Regions from separate parts of the Zea mays genome. Here region 2 is linked to region 1. The links are chromatin contacts, called in public Hi-C maps. All regions are on one chromosome and are shown on one strand. The core of a region is the stretch at or near the end of the contact, and the rest is flanking DNA. Distances in the headings are between cores, read along the strand shown.

Region 1 (3,178 bases), core at 399-2,898:
TATGATAAGTTTATAGACGCGCAAGTTATCAGATCACATGAAAATCTAATGAACTTAAATAGCTTTTGAGCTCATGCGGCAAGTATTCACGCCATCAAGCAAACAACACCTCTAACGGAATGGAGGGACACATGCACACAAATCAACACATGAGATATTGCATGTCCTCAGCCAGCACAGCCCAGCCACAGTCATACTCACTAGATGGGAGTCGTTAGGTCTGATCACGCAAACAACCAATAGAGAGAGAGAGGTTTGAATGTACCGGCAACGAGCTGCACGTACTATACAGAAGATCAAGGAACGGGTGGCGCAGGGGCGTGTGGGCGGCGACACGGCGAAGGCACGGCGGCGGGCGTGTGGGCGGCGGCACAGCGCAGGGATGTGTGGGCGGGCATGTGGGCACAGCGCAGGGAAGGCGCAGGGGCATGTGGGCGGTGGCACGGTGACGGCACAACGGCGGGCGTGTGGGCGGCGGCACGGCGCAGACCGGCAAAGGGATTCAAATCGAGCGACCGGGGAGGGGACGATTTAGGGCACGGTCGCTTTATTTTCGTGGGCCTGACTGAGGCCGACGAAAATAGTGGTTGTTTTCGTCGGCTAAGGGCCCGGCCCACGAAAATAACCACTATTTTCGTCGGTCAAGAGACTGACGAAAATAACTGTCGTATTTTCGTGGGCCGGCCGACGAAAATATTCCGGCCCACGAAAATTTATGTGTTTCCTGTAGTGAATAGATACCTAACTATTAACTAATTTACTAAAAATAGCTAATAGCTAAATTATTAGCTAGACTGTTTGGATGTCTCCAACTAATTTTAGCTGATAACTATTAGTTCTAGTGCATTCAAACTTATTTTCGACGATTGCTACAAAAAAATTGCTAATTGTCGGTGGCTTTACACAAGTTGTCGAAAAGTAAGGTCGTCGGTGGTTATTTTCGGTGGCCACATACAGGAGTAGAAAAGAGCTGAAAGCGTGTCACTACACCAAAATCATACACTTCCTACAGTTTTTTAACTTCCTATAACTTTTATAATAAACCGTAGGAAATAAATAACTTCTGAGAGGCAACTGGTAGCTCTAGGAAATAAACATAACTTCCTATGGTATTTATAAAGGTTATAGGAAGTTAGCTTTCACATGCTTACCCGTGTGTGTGGTCAAGCGAGCTGCTTACTTCCTAGAGGCGGTCGTAGGCAGTTAGCATGGGCAGCTAACTTTCTACGGCTTTCTCTAGGAAGTTAGCATGCACAACTAACTTCCTACGGCCTCCTCTAGGAAGTTAGCTTTCAGTTGCTAATCTACAGGTGCGGTCAAACGAGCCGCTAACTTCCTACGACCGCCTCTAGGAAGTTAGATTTCAGCTTTTGACCAGTCAAACGAAAATCTAACTTTCTACGGCCTACTCTAGGAAGTTAGCATGAGCAACTAACTTCCCACGACCTCCTCTAGGAAGTTAGCTTTCAGTTTCTGATTCCTACGGCCGCCTCTAGGAAGTTAGCTGCCCATACTAACTTCCTACGTCCTCCTCTAGGAAGTTAGATTTCAGCTTTTGACCAGTCAAACGAAAAGCTAACTTACTACAGCTTTACTCTAGGAAGTTATATTTTTTTTATCTTAAACCCCTACTCAATCTTATCCTCTTCTCATTCTTCTTTCTCCCTCCCATGTCTTCCACCAGGACCGAAGTCGTGCGCCGCCGCCCGCCTCCACCGGCGCGCCCGCTGCGACCGACCCCGACCCGCCCTCTTGGCAGCGGACAGCGGAGTTCACCACTCTTGGCGAAGCGAAATCCACCGTACACCGCTGCCTCCCTCTCCCTGTCTCGTCGAACCAGCCGAGCAAGCCAACGCACACCCAGCGATCCTCGTCGTGCGTCCTCCTCCCCCACGGAGGGAAGGATGGCTTGGTCCGAGGACATGGCGGAAGCCGACGAGATGGAGAGCAGGGGTGTGCAGAGCTCGGCTAGCCCGTGTCGCCGCCACAAGCGGGAGATTGGAGACGACGACGACGACACGGAGGAGGAGGGCTAGCCCGTCCCACCGCCACAAGCGAGAGATCGGAGATGGCGAGGACGCGGAGGCCTCGGCGTCGTTGTCGGCGTCCGCCGCAGTCCTCCCCGCGGCCGAGGTCGAGGCGATGCGCCCGTTCCTCAAGTTAGTGTGGGCCAACAAGGGGGCTCCATGTTTGACGCTGGCTCAAGAGCTAGGTAAAAAATAAGCGTTTTATCCCTTAATGTTGTCTTGATTGGTAGAGATACACAAATCTCACCCCCGGTCTTCCAGCCTTGCCGATCACTGAGGGCCTGACCTCCTCCGGGGCTCACCGGTTTTGTGCCCGCATGAGACCCTCCATAGTCTAGGCGACCAATGGCCGGGCAGCACCCACACCCAGCCTGGGTGGCGCCCAAAGGTGAGTCTCAGTTCTTTGCTGGGCAAATTGCTCTTACATGGGTCTCGTTGCTATGCCTTAGACCTATTAGCAAGTAGTATAATTCAACAGAATAGTGTAGCCCTTATTATTTCTGAATTCTTGTTGGCTGATTCAGTTCATGGAATTTACCACTTTGAGTGGTTCAGTGCCTAAACATGGGCTGGAGCATCCACGTGATCCCCATCCCTGTTCGTGTGACCTGTTCTTGTGCCATACAGTGTGGACAGAAGCAAGCCAGAGGTGTGCGCATTGGTGTTATGTGGTTCGACCCCACCTGTAGATTATGCACCTATGGTGGATTCTCTTTTGTGTCATCTCCTTCCTGCATCTTATGCATTTTTTGCATCAATGTCCATCAGGTCCAGGTCTTGCCCTTCAATATGTAATGTAACCTCAGGGAAATTTTTAAATATACTGGAGCTTCCATAGAAAGATCGCCTCCACGATTTATAATTTGTTCACAGCCAGTCACGTGGGATGGTTCCCTTGACGTCTCTGTCGTGTCGTGGTCGACAGGAACGTCTGTGATGGACTGATGGGAAATAATGTGTCTAGGTATCCTAGCTTTGCTCAAGCTTTTGATCGGTTTGGAGAATTAGGAAGGATGGGGCATCATCGACCAAATCGTGACCTTTCGATCACAAGGAAAAACTGCACACGCCTAGGGCTCCCTTTTTCCCTAGAGATTAAGGTTGAAGACATACCAATGTGCTAACATTAGATGTCTGCTGTCAAGCTGCTT
Region 2 (3,302 bases), core at 132-2,631, 210 kb before region 1:
AGCAAAAAAAAAAAGCTTCAATATCAATCATCTAGATAGGCAAGACAACTAATGGATTTGGCGTCACGTATCAGAAATGATTTTAAAATGAAGGTTGCAACAAGGAACATGAGTGTTGTATCTTGCACAAACCTTTTGTCGAGGCTATAAGCTCTAGAGCGTTCAAACTTTTCGTCACTAATTACTCCCAGCAGGGGTTTTGGCAAAGTTGGCAGCTTGAGGGCTCTATGCTGACGGATGTCAAGATATGTCTCAAATATGTACATGAAAATCATAAAGCCTGCAACACATATACATGTTAAAAGCATCAGTCATACCAAGTAAACAACAACAACATACCAAGTAAATAACGGTGAAATTAGACATATCATGTAATCAAGGAATAATAAGATCTAAATTGTTGACTTCATAGTTCATTGCAATGTAATACTTGCTGACAGACCCTAAACTAACACAGCCCCGTATGAAAGGTAAAAGAAGTTGATAATAATTATATTGCTAGGAACCATTTTACTATTTAGACATCAGCAAACCTGCAGGATCTTTGCATATTGGCATAGAAGAACAGAGCTTTGCATCACAAGCATAAGTTCTCAGAGTGAACTGACTAAGTTAGCATCTCACAGGTGTCCCTTCACTCGCTCCACTAATTAAAAATCATGGGGGCTCTTCAGTTCAGATCGTGTACTCTAGCAACACTGAATCACTCGATAACATCGTGATACATTGAATCACTCAATATTATAATCCTGTGTGCATCAATTCTTTTAGAGTTGCAGTGCGAACAACCCAGTCCTTTATGCACTGCAACTGGACAAGTTCAGCGTTTTACAGATCATAGTTCACGTCACACACCGCCACTGGCTAGGTGCACCATCAGTCTCCCAAGCTTATCGCAGTCGTCAGGCCCACAGCACATTACGCTCGCTAGATTTCAACAGGGCAACCAAAGCACAAGCCGTCGTCCGCGGCGCCCGATCGGTTTTGCGGCATGGTCAAATCCAACTGCGCCTGCGCTAAATCCTCCACCCGGCTCCTCCCAAACCCTAGGGTTTAAACGCGATCCTGAATCTTCTCCCAAACCAAGACAACCAGCTAGCGATTGCTACTACACAAAAGAGCGGCAGGGGGGGGGGGGGGGGGGGGGGGGGGGGGGGGACTCACAAAGCACGGCCTCCAGGTAGGGCAACGCCATTGGAGCCGAGGGAGGCCACGTCGGCGGTGGCGCTTCGGAAACCGAGGGGCGGAGCTGAGGGCTGAGGCGAGGGATCGGGGGAGGGAATGGTATGAAGCGGGGGAGCTTTGACGGCTTGACGCGGCGCAGGCTCGGGTGCTTTGCTCGATTCCGGAGCTCGGAGCTGCGGAAGGAACAACGAAGTTGTGAATTGGCGTCCGAAGGTGCTGGGCACGGCTGGGCTGAAGGCCGAGGCAGGCTTGAGGCCAGAGGCTTGGTAGTGAAGCCAAACTGACATGCCGCGGCCTCCACTGCACGGACGGAGCATCCGCAGCACGATTCCTGTCCTGAACTCCTGATTCGGTGATTCACGAATCCTGATGGCGCTGGGCCGTGGCCCAGATCGATGAATTCGGGTTGGGCCTGCGTGACCATTTGTGCCGTGGCTACGAAGCAGCCCACAGTGAAACGGTGGCATAAATGGGCCATGTTGGGCGCAGACACCACAAAATTACCACCTTGCTCCAAAAGTAGCTGAACTGAAGAGCATAACGACGTGATGCGTTCATCAGTGTATGGGACTTCTTCTTCTTCGATACCGTACTGCATGGGTTGGGTGTTGTCGGGCATCTGGATAAAGCCTGCAAAGTGTTTGATGAAATGTCTAGAGAAGGATAAACCCCATCGATTGCAACTTGTAACACGTTAATTCAGGCAACCTGTAAGAAGGGCAATGTGGAGGAAGCGGTGGCGGTGTTTGATGATATGATCAGAAAGGGTTACATTCGAAATGTGGTTACCTACACCCCATGCTAGGATACGATGAAGAGGGAAGGTTGTGAGCCTAATGTTCGGACATACAATGTTCTTTAAGGTATTCATTTGAGGAAGGATAGATCGAGAATGCCTTGGATTTGTTCGAGACAATGAGCAAAGGAGAGGAATGCTTGCCTAATCAAGATATAATACTGTAGTAAGTGTAATGTGTGTGCATAAGAGGGCAGATGACATGACGGTGGCCGCAAGATGGTGGTGGATATGGTGGATAGAGGCTACTTTCCAAGAGGTTTTTGGAAAATCAAGACCTTTCAAGAGAGCTCTTGAGAACGCAGGAAAACTATACACGCTTGCGGCAAGAAATAAGATTGTGATTGCCATTGAGTTTTTTTTTCCGAATGATATATATACATTCGGCATTCTCTCCATCTTTCGCCCTGGGTACAGTCTACAGAAGATCAAAATCAAGATGCAGCAGCCAGCAGGAGAACCTAGCCAATTAGCACTCCTGTTCTCCTGCTGTCCAGTGACTACTGATCTATCTGATTTGGAGCTGAAGCATCAGTGTGAGTGTATATTCTGAAACTTGTGTAGCATGATATAGTTTAACCGGCTGTTTGAAGCTACTTTGGAGGCTCTTTCGATAGCTTTGCAATTGTTCAAAATGCTGTGTGCCGATCGTTTAGTGTAATATCTTCTGCTGATGTGATCTAGACTTACTACTAGTACTCTAGAATGGTATGATGCTACTAGCTTGTAAGCCAAGCGAAAGAGCTTTTCATACTCCATGCGGGTTACACTACTTCTTCCATGTCTAACCCCCGAACTAATTAAATGCTACATAAGATATCAAGCACATGGTAAATTTTCTCAGTCATCTTGTACTGCAAGGAATGATATCTATCGTTTAATACTTGCAGAAAATAGGTATTCCCTCCGGGTTTTTTTTTACTTGACATTTTTTAGTTCAAAAATAAACTATCCAACGTCTAATATTTAAGAATGGAGGTAGTGTCAAATATGTTTATTTTAGGCAGTGGGTGTGTTGATTTTCTTTTAATAAAAATAACTTTTGTTTACTGGATATGTGTGAAGCATGCAGCAGTGCGTTCGGTGGGTGAAGGGGCTACTGTAGTTTGTATGGTTTCGATTTTTACACTTGTTTTTGTGCAGATTTATGGTGATGGATATATAGGCATGTGGCAGATGGATTGCCAAGCATTCGGATGATAGATAGATAGGGTGGGCCGGTTTGCCGGCTAACATCAATATACTCATGGTATCTGCACTTCTTTTGATGTTTCCCCCATAGTTCAAGTCCATATATAACCTTTTTTATTGAAATAATTAA

The links. Hi-C and Micro-C count contacts between places; a contact is called where the count stands out from the background.
Region 2: a Hi-C map of leaf shows a contact between it and region 1, with 8 times the contacts expected there. The contact joins the promoter of LOC100192503 here to the promoter of LOC103653911 in region 1. A contact is called at or near these places in 2 of 25 Hi-C or Micro-C datasets (ear and leaf).

What each region holds. Positions count from the first base shown.
Region 1 is chr4:160,920,647-160,923,824 of Zm-B73-REFERENCE-NAM-5.0, reverse strand. It overlaps LOC103653911 (CBL-interacting protein kinase 9), which reads left to right and starts at 1,648. Exons shown (of 6, transcript XR_004857856.1): 1 at 1,648-2,212; 2 at 2,289-2,415.
Region 2 is chr4:161,133,502-161,136,803 of Zm-B73-REFERENCE-NAM-5.0, reverse strand. LOC100192503 reads right to left here and starts at 1,381. Exons shown (of 14, transcript NM_001137723.1): 1 at 1,165-1,381; 2 at 133-280. The coding sequence starts at 1,195.